Regions from separate parts of the Anas platyrhynchos genome. Here region 2 is linked to region 1. A link is a contact called in public Hi-C data. All regions are on one chromosome and are shown on one strand. The core of a region is the stretch at or near the end of the contact, and the rest is flanking DNA. Distances in the headings are between cores, read along the strand shown.

What was found. A called contact is a pair of places that touch in the nucleus more often than the background predicts.
Region 2: a Hi-C map of skeletal muscle shows a contact between it and region 1, with 2.7 times the contacts expected there. The contact joins the promoter of PEX11A here to the promoter of FAH in region 1. A contact is called at or near these places in 2 of 8 Hi-C or Micro-C datasets (skeletal muscle and subcutaneous adipose tissue).

The regions. Positions count from the first base shown.
Region 1 is chr11:16,669,606-16,674,569 of IASCAAS_PekinDuck_T2T, reverse strand. FAH (fumarylacetoacetate hydrolase) reads left to right here and starts at 2,211. Exons shown (of 14, transcript XM_005027150.6): 1 at 2,211-2,467; 2 at 4,848-4,958. The coding sequence starts at 2,387.
Region 2 is chr11:16,945,848-16,950,811 of IASCAAS_PekinDuck_T2T, reverse strand. It overlaps PEX11A (peroxisomal biogenesis factor 11 alpha), which reads right to left and starts at 2,340. Exons shown (of 3, transcript XM_072043595.1): 1 at 2,201-2,340; 2 at 1,464-1,579; 3 at 1-9. The coding sequence starts at 2,340. WDR93 (WD repeat domain 93) reads left to right here and starts at 2,295. Exons shown (of 15, transcript XM_072043593.1): 1 at 2,295-2,558; 2 at 3,164-3,359; 3 at 3,983-4,047; 4 at 4,641-4,723. The coding sequence starts at 2,295.

The DNA.
Region 1 (4,964 bases), core at 962-3,461:
CTCTCCAGATGGTACTGATCCCAAGTTGAAACTTCACTTTGGTGACTTGCCTGCTGCTTTTGAGCATTTGTGAAATAAATGAGATTGCATGGCTTTATTTAAAATGTTAAATTTTTAATCAAAGCTGACTGCATCCTTTAAAATTCTGAATGCTCTTTAAAAGCTATGGCTGGCAATTAGTAGATAAAGCACTACATTCAGCATATAAACACTACGCAGCAGAAGGAGCTTTCTCTATCAGATAGCTATGGAAAGTGATTTGCAGGACCCAATAATAATGAACTATCTTGAGCTTGCAAAAATGGTTTAATCACAATTTATGGAACACATGTGTGGGTGTTTTTAATAGTAAAGGAGGGTATAAATAACTCCAGCAAGTTTCAGTAATGGTCTGCTCCTATGGGTCAAAGATCTTACAGTTCCTCACAGCATTTGCTAAATTTTCTCTGACCTAGCACAGACAAGGGAAGAGCAGCAGCATCTTCTTTCATGGCTGTCTCTGCTTTCCTTCTCAGTTTGATTTCTTCTCTATTCACTGTTTCTGGTCTGTCTTCCTAAAAGTGTCTTTTTCATACATGCCCCTCTAGTCTGCCTTTCATCTGACAGTGACACTTCTGGGCTAAGCAGAGAAGATGCTGTAGGTTTAACAGTGGAGGAAAAAGAATTGAGCTTTGTAAGTTCTGCTATCTGAGAGACTAGAAGAAGGAAGGGTAGGAAAGCGGCTGCCCTTGGAATTCACATAATCTCTTTACCACTGCCTGCTGTGAAGCAACAACTCTTCTGGCCCTTGATTGTATGGTAGGAAATGTGACTGTGCCAAGAGGAAACTTGACTTGCTGTGTGGTGGCAGTACTCGGCCTAGGTCAGTATTAGGCAATTCTGTTTCTACACATCATTCTCAAAGCAACCTAAAAACCTTTGTGGCCTGGTTTATGCAGATAGGAGTTAAGAATATATATCAGGACCATATCTTTCAATAAGCTTGCATTTGGACTGGAAATCCTTCTTTCCCTAACAATAAGAGTTGTGTCATCTTTGTTTGCTTTGGCATTAGCTCCACGTTATCATGGTGGTTGATCTGCCTCTCAATCTGGATAACCAGTAATGCTTTATATTTTGTCATCAGCTTGAGGTTAGCAGATGAACACTTTAATTAATACCAGCGTATTCACAGCACCACAAAACACTTGAATAAATCTGTTTTTTTCAAGATGCACGCAGTGTTTGATACATACTTCCAAGGTCTTGTTTGGAGTAAGGTTATATGCACAGTTCCTATAAGCTTGGCACAAAACCTCTTCATTGTGTTAAACATTTTAAACAATCATTGGAATGGAGTTGCACCTAAGATACTGAATTTGCCTACAGGAAATTTTACAGGAGTCGGTGCTAGGAATTGTATTGTTTTAAATAAGACCCCATGCCAGACAGCACCATGTGAGCTTTCTTCTCCACGAGGGAAGAGCTGTCACAGATGGGTGGTTGTCAATGGTGTTGTGTCATCTTACACTGAATATCTGGCTCTACAGCTTGCTGTGTTTCTTCTAATGAGTCTTCTCTGCCAAAAAATAAAAAAAAATTAAAAAGTTGAGCAGCGACTCAGTTCTTTGGTTTGGCAGTCACAAGCCATCTAACTTTTTATTGAAAAGGGGTGGTCTTTGCTATTTAGTTTTAATTCCACAGATATTTCCTCATTGGTTACTACTTTTCCTGAATATGGATGTCCTGTGGGTAGGAAAAAGCTGGGGCTGGGAGCAGAAAAAGGCAAAAATCTCCCTGTTCTTTCTTTGTTGTTTGTACGTGTTTTTAAGCAATTGGGGCTATCTGGGGAAAATAGGGCTTGGGTACTGCATTACAAAACTGCTACGCACGTGAAGTGCGGTTTCAGGTGCAAGTTGTGCAACTTTCTCAGGGTTGCAGTGCTCCTGGGAGAAGACCTGCTCCATCTGACGTGGGCATCATCATCTCGCCGTCGCCCTGGCAGGTACGCAACCCACGGGAAGCAAACCAGCAGCGTGGCCCTGCTCTGACCACGCCGGCTGGAGCCATCTGCTGGGATTCGGCCACCCGCAAGGATGCAGCCAGTAAAAGGCGGCCCTGGTTTCACGGAAGGGTTTATCAAGCAGGAAGAGCCTGTTTCTCGCCAGGAACAGTTACCAGCTGCTGACTCACGCAAACCTCTGGCACTAATTAACTGCGGCGGCTGCCAGCAGGAGCAGGCAGAGGGGTGGGATGGAGACGGGGCTGCGATTGGTTTGGGGCCGAGGACGGAGGGTGGGATTTGGTGCTTCTGTGCTCCCCTTGGCGACATCTGGAGAGGTTCTTCCTTCCAGGTAGGAGCACAGCAGCCTGGCAGGTTCGTAAGCAGGGACTGCTGGCACTCAGCATGTCTTTCATCCAGGTAGACAAGGACTCAGATTTTCCTCTCCAAAATCTCCCTTATGGTGTTTTCTCCACGAAGGAGGAGGTGAGTAACAGCATGCGTTGCACTGGGCTGTTGTAATTGTTCGGAGCCTATGAATAAGAGGAGAAATTCCCAGCAGCGTGGGATAAGGAAAAACTTCACAGGCTGGGACATGGGTGCAGGCTTCCTGGTTTGAGAGCAGTAGCTGGCACGTTGTCTTTTTGCTTAATGTGGTTATTTTTATGACAGCTTCCTTGAAACTATGGAAAAGAAAGGGAAAGTGTTAGTACTCCCGACGAGTATTTTAGCTAATACATCCTAGAGTTTTTATGTGGTTTTGACTGTTGGGGTTTTGTTTGTTTTTGTAAAATCATTAAATCTGATCCTTTCACATCACTGTTTGCACTGACTTTTTTTGAACTCAATTCCTCATTCTCTTTGTGACTGGGTATAATTACACCTTCACCCTCAAGAAGCCACATTAAATACCGATTTCATCTGCCGTTAACTCTGTAGCATCCAGTCCTGTTTGCACAATATGAACTAGCATAGGGGGAAAATGAATTCTGTCCTGAAATAGCTGTATTTTCAAGTGAGTGCCTTGTTCTGTTTTATTTTAAGTGCTTGCTCTTCATCAGTTTGGTAGAGCTGGGTGCAGAAGCATTAAGCAGGGCACAAACTGTGTCATTTCCATCTCTGCAGCTGACCAGTTGTGGTTTATTGGGCGTAAGCACTGCAGCAATGTGTTAAATGTGCTAAAGTCCTAACTGCTATGCCCAAAGGCTACATCTTGAGCCAGATTCAGGCCTTGTATTTTATCCATCACGTAAGAAAACGTGGCTCAGCCTTTTCCAAAGAAGGTGGCTCCCAGTTCCTACGTGCTGAGCCCAGTTAGGCTGACTGCTGACCTCAGACCTGCAGACACCCGACCTGCCAGAGCCACTGAAATGTGCCCTGGAGAAGAGAGTGATTTCTGGGAAGGAAAAGCTAGAGGATTGTGAACTGAAACTTTGTTATTATCTCCTGCTTGCTGCTGTCTCCACTTATCAATACAGGTTCAAAAAGGAATTTAAGCCCAAAGATTGTGTTTTCTGATCTGGTATTTTCCCAAGATAAAACGAGATGGTTCATTTAATCTCTTCCTAGATGCGTGTGTTGTTATCTAACAAGTTTGGATTATTTTTCCACTTTCGCCAGTGACTGTTTGCTGAAGAAAACATCTTTGCCAAGATCTTATTAAAAGGCAGAAATTATTTGGGAAAATAACGTTTTAAAAGTGGCACAATGTTCCAGTGATTTCAAGTTAAAGCAGTCGATGTAATTCCTGTCTATCCCAGTTACAAATTAACCTGATGTGACCTCTAGAGTTTTCTGCAGGAATGTTTGCTGAATAAATACTTATTATCACATTTGGAAACTTGCTTAGAAATTAAAGACTAACAAACAGGTTTAATAGCATGGATTTTCATCGATGATTTTCCCATTTCGTTAATCTACTTTTCATAATGACTGTGACCAGTTAGTCTCTACTTGCTTAAAGGCATGAATAATTGAAATTTTGTCTTTGAACGCAGCAGTGTTTCTATAATTTCCACCCAGCTGTGGCAGAGCTGCAGTGGGACAGTCTGCACTGCTCCGGCACCGCAGGCTCAGCACGCGCCTGGCGCGGGCCCTTCGAGGACTGCAGCAAATGAACGCGGTCTTTGTTTGTCTGCGTGCATCTGGCAGGCAAATGCATCCACAGCAATCTCCCGTATGCACGGGAAGCTCTTCCTACACCAGGATCTACACCAGGGTTTGCCTTCAGGTGGTGGACTGCTGGCGTGCTATGAGGTTGCTCCAGGCAGAGTAACCTCCTTCGACCTTATGCAGGGATAACGTGGCCGAGCAAGATGCACAGCAGTGGAGCACAGAGCACCTTTCCTCAGCTCAGGGGGAGCTGGAGTGTAGAAACACCAATTTCTTTCTAATAATACACACACAGGGATGAGATCAATCCTTTGTGCCCATTGTGCATCTATGCTGCAGGTCCCCACCTGAAGGAGAAATAGCATCTTCCCACCTCACAACCTATTTCAAATACGTGAACTCATTCTGAAACATTTGTCATTAATGGGGAACGGGCAAATACTTCTGGAGCAGGGAAAGAAACCTCTTCATTTTCCTCTCCTTTCCCCAAAAGGCCGGGATGAGGGGAACGTGCTCTTCCATCCCTGTGAGTCTGGGAGGAGTCTGTGAGGATGCTCTGCCTCCAAGTTTTAATGTTTTTCATCAGTCAGCCTTTTCTGCTAGCTGTCAGTAGTAAACGGCTGTGACATTGAGCTCCTGGCCCTGATGGATCCAGCTCCCTGTGACCACTGCATTCCCCCACGCCCTCTTTGGAGGATTTTTGGGTACAAGCATAAATTCTTCTTCTCTTCCCCCTGCTCTCACCGCTTTGTAGCCTCGGCACAGGATTGGGGTAGCGATTGGAGACCAGATTTTGGATCTCAGCGTCATTAAGCATCTGTTCAATGGACCAGCTCTTGCCAAACACCAGCATGTCTTTGAGCAGGTATTT
Region 2 (4,964 bases), core at 1,091-3,590, 280 kb before region 1:
GTCTGAACACTGCAAGAGACACCACGAAGGTTAGCGTGGCTGCTGCAGAGACACAGCTCTAGGCAGCGCGACTCGGCACGTCACTGCCCATAATTCATAAACTTAACAGGTTTCAGGCATTTGTATGCTTAAACATCTTCTCCACTCTTAAGGGAATTGTGAGTTCGCAGTGTGAGAGGCTAGTATTAGGGAGGGAAGGGGTGTAAATCCCTCAGTGTTACTGTCCTAAACACAATTTTGTCAATAGCCAGGAATCACCAGCTTTTCCTGCTGCTCCATTTTCAGTGCTTGGGTGTGCTCTGGACCCACAGAACTCTGAACAGGGCAGTGACACAAACAGAGCCTCCAGTGTCAGTGGTACTCTGCTGTGAATTTCATTTAACACTGGACAGGAGGTGATGTTACTGCATAAACCCCATTGCCACCACGAGCTGCACCTTCCCTAAGCTTCTGCAGAAGCTGGGGGCTTACATGCTGAGCACGCTGACACCCAAGTCCCTTCTCAGCCATGAATTTGTGAGAGGTGCACATCGCTCCCTGCAAACAGGAGCAGTATATTCCACTTCCAGCTATAACACGTAGCAAACCCTATTTCATGCCCTGCACAGGTTAGGTTTCACCTCATGAATGTTAATACAATACCACACAAAATACTTTTAATAACCTGCTGCACTGTAACAGTGACAGATGTTGGCTGTACCCATGTTTAGTGGAGCTGCAAGCGCCCTGAATTTCGGCCTGAAGCCTACCGGAGGTTTGTTTAGCACAGACAAGAGAATTATGGCTGTGCTGATAAACCAGCTGGCCTCTCTCCTGGAAATTACCATACTCCAGAGCTAATTGGCATAATAAAACAAATCTATGGTAACACATTAAATCAGCGTCCTTGCCGCACATGTTGAAACTGCTCCAGAATTGAGTAATTGATAAGTAGGTGTAAGATCAAGCCGAAAGCACACAGGACAACCACAGCAACAAACAGCACAACCCCAACAGGGTGACATGGAACAAAGTGATGCATACAGTTAGAGCACAAGAAAAGGAGAGACGGGGAAAAAAATTAGTAGAGTGTAAGTGCTAAAGAAAAGTCGTGTGAAGTAAAATGTAAGAAGCCACGTTGAAGGATGGTTCTTCAGAGGTGCTTTTCAGGGGATGGGGATCTTTAGTAGTAAGCCACCTTGCTGGGAGGACTGACAGGAGTGCAGTGAGGCAGCGGTGTGCCAAAACTCCTCGTTCTGTCCCAAAACAGGGCTGACAACTTCAACTCCTGCCTGTTAACTCACTGCTCCAGCCCTCCCTGCAGCAACTCATGGCAGAGGAGGCTGGAGGAGCGACAAATGCCTTTGTAGCCGTGCAGATCCTGCCAAGCCAAGGCAGGGTAAGGATGCTGACAGCTCCATGAGTCCACCAGAAGGGTTTTGTGTCCCCAGGAGGCGCTCGCCCCCGGGGACCCCGGCACTTACTCTTCCGTCCCGAGCTCATGCTGGCTTCCAGCTGCTTCAGCTTCAGCACCAGCTCCTCCTTCTCGGCCTGCCGCTGCAGCACATAGCCCAGCAGCATGCAGGTGTACTGCGTGGCTCTGCAAAACACCACAGACACACGGGCTGAGAGCACGGCGGGCACCCGGGGACCCCGGCACAAGGGCCGAGCACTCACCGTAGGAGCCTCTCGCGGCCCTGGCTGCGCTCGGTGAAGTCCACGAAGCGCTGCATGGCGCCGGGGCAGCCCCGCCGGCACCGGCACCGGCACCACAACGGCGGCCGCTCCCGCTCCGCCCCGCTCCGCCCCGCTCCGCCGCCGGAACCCCCCCGCTCCGGGCTCTGCTTCCCCGGCCGGGCCGCGGCGCTGCCGGCCCGTTGCCATGGCGACCGGCAACAGCAGGGCAGGTGCGGGGCGGTGTCACCGCGAAAAGCTTCCCCCCCCCCCTCCTCCCAGGTTGTTGTTTTTTTTTTCTTTTAATGCTTTTTCATAAATCTTATCCACCTCACTCCTAAACTTTGACTTTATTTATTTATTTTTTAATGTAAAATATCAGTGTCTTTGCCTCCGATATTCGCAGAGCGGAACAAAAACAAAGTAACAGAGGGGATGCAACAAGTAGAAATAAACAATACAGAGAAACTTTGCTCTGCCCACTCCCAAAGGAACCCTCTTCCCTCTTAACTATCATTAACCAGATTTTCTTTTTTTTCCCCTTTACCTCATGAAAGTAGATATTGTGCGATTCTTCGTTCTCCTGCACCTGCTGTGGTTACTGCACCGGTGCTGTGCTCTGCACTGCGAGAGGCAGCACGATGCCCGCGCGTGTCCGGAAGCATTCCCTGGAGATTCCTCCGCCATCTGAAGAGGACTGGCTGAAGGATGATGAGGAAGACTTCTTCCAGCAGGATCCCGAGCGAATACGCGATGTGTTGCCTCAGCCCTTCAGGATGGCCAACAAACTGGTGATGCTGGTTTTTGAAAATGCTATGGAAATCATCGAAAGAAGGGAGACGCTCCGAGAAGCACAAAAACTGAAGGGCCAGCCCACAAAATGCTTTCCTACAGCTGAATTCCAGGTACAGAGCCCCTTACACCAGGGACAGCAGCAATTACCTTGCCAGTTTCTCTAGTGAATATCCATTCAGTTGGCTTTACATCCTTCTGTTCATCACCTTCCTCAGAATCCACCACCATCTCCCCGATTCATTTCAAAAGGGCTGCAGTTTCTCAGCTTGTCCAACAGGTTCTGCTTGCCACCCATCTATCACATCTCTCTGAAAAGAAAGAAGCAGGTATTAAAGAGCATTAAATTCACCTTCTGCTTCCTTGGCTTGCTCCACCCTTGTTGAGCCCAGAAGGTAATTAGTCAGTAGCATACAAATGAGCAAGCTCAGCTTTGTGTAATAGTGAATATGCTGTGAGCAGGTTTTTCTTTTTATTTTATTGTTATTTTTATTTCTGAGAGAAATAAACTCTCTAATTCCTGACCAAGCAATCTCTGTGACAGAGATGTGACCTTCTTCCCCTGCTCTTCTGATGAAAGCTCATGCAAAAGCTTCTCCCTTGTAGAACAAATCAGCCTTTGCTACTGGTGAAAGGTTAGGAGATTATTGCTGGTGTGGCTGATGTATCCCCCTCATCTGTAGTGGTGGGGTGCACACATCTTTTCCTCTCTTGGTAGGTAACTGGAACAGCCAATTGCCTGTCAGTGTCTGGAAAATTCATCTTTGTTGGTCTGTCTGTGGGTCTGGCTGCCTTCAGGATGTACGACTGTAAGCAGGTCTGTGTTTGGGATGCAGTCAAGACAGAGATTTGTGTCATCCGCTCCTCGGACTTGGGGAACGAGCACCATGTCCTGCTCACTGTGGATGAAATGGGTAGGTGTGACATGGGTTTCCCTGACCTGGCTGGTGGATGGCTGGGCTCTGGAGCTGAAGAGTTGGTAGCTGCTTTATGGAAGAGTGCTAAATCAGGAGGAATGTGAGCGTGGCTGTTGTATTTCCTAGAAAGCCCTGCAAAGAGTGTTAGGTAACGGGTTGTAGGGTGATAGAGTGGCCCTAGGGCCTTGGGATTAGGAAAGGGTGTGGGTTTGGTGTCCTTGCTGGAACAGCAGAGGCAGATGCAGGGCTGAGGCTGAAGTGCAGTAAGTTTTAGACCAGATGGAAAGAAGCATTGCTAGGTGTGACCTCCTGCTTGTGCTTTGTTTCAGCACCTGTAATTGTACAGCCCTGTGGTGAATAAGTTTGTTTGTTGATTCGTCTGAAAGCTGTCATTTCTGGCGGAGGTGCTTTTCAGACTGTCTTATCCATCTCTGTGTACAATCAAGTGTTTGCTGGTAATGACATAAGGAAGCCACTGGAAGCAGTGGGATATTCTTCCTTGAGCCCAGAAAAAAACACAAAAACATAGTCCTGTCCACTCTCCTGCAGATATTGTAACAGCCCTCTCCCAAGAGCATGGCTACCATCTGTTCACTTTCCTCTTCCTATTTCTATTCCAGGGCTTGTCTCGCTCTTCTGCTTTCACAGGGAAAGCTTCCTACTCATTAAGATCTTAAATGAGGTGGTAAGTACTGATTTAATTGCATAGACACTGCGTAAGGACTAGTAAATAATCAATCATGAAGAGTACTAATTGCTCTCAGGAAATTATGTCATGGGCAGCCACATGCTGACACCAGAGCTCATTCACTGAGCCAGGAGCATGCAGGTTGGCTGGTGATGTGACATATGCTCTCTGAGTGCCAAAGTCATCCCATGCCAACATCCCAGAGATGTGTCTGCAACAAAAGTAGCTGCTGGAAGTCCCTGACACCATCCTATATGAACCAGAGGAATAATTCTTCATTTAGACTAGTCTCAGGGAAGTGTTTTTCAGAACTAATGGCTTACATACACCTCAGAAGGACAGCCTGATGCAAGGTGCAAACTAAACATCTCTGAGGTGCTTAGACAGAGCACGCAAGAGCAGCATTAAGGGCCACCAGACCTTCCTGCCAACCCAGAGGAAACCTGAGAAACAAAACTCTAGGCACAAGATACTTTACTGGGAAAGAATATTCAGTTCTGTTCTTCCAGCACTATTGAGAACTGTGCAAGGCCGTGGAGCTCTGTGACTCAGTGATCTTGCTTTGACGCCAGCCTGCTTTTGTTTGGCAGGAAGATATTAGCAAGCGAAGTACTTGTGTGGAGGTGGTGCTGTCCTCAGGAGGTGATTATGCAGGAGTCCTGCTGCAAGGCAAGTGCAAGAACATGGTGTGTTTGATGACGTCTGTTGTGTTCTAGCACAGGGGCCATCAGCAATGCTTTTGAAATGTTCCAAGCATTCTGGGTTCCCAGGGATCTTGTTCCTAATCTTCCCAGTCCCTCTTCCAGCTTAGAGACGTGCTCCTGCCGCTCCCTTTCCTCCCAAAAGGCCTGGTATGGATCAGCACTGATCCCAAAAGTTGGCTGATTGGAACTGGTCAGTGCAGTTCCCAGCTC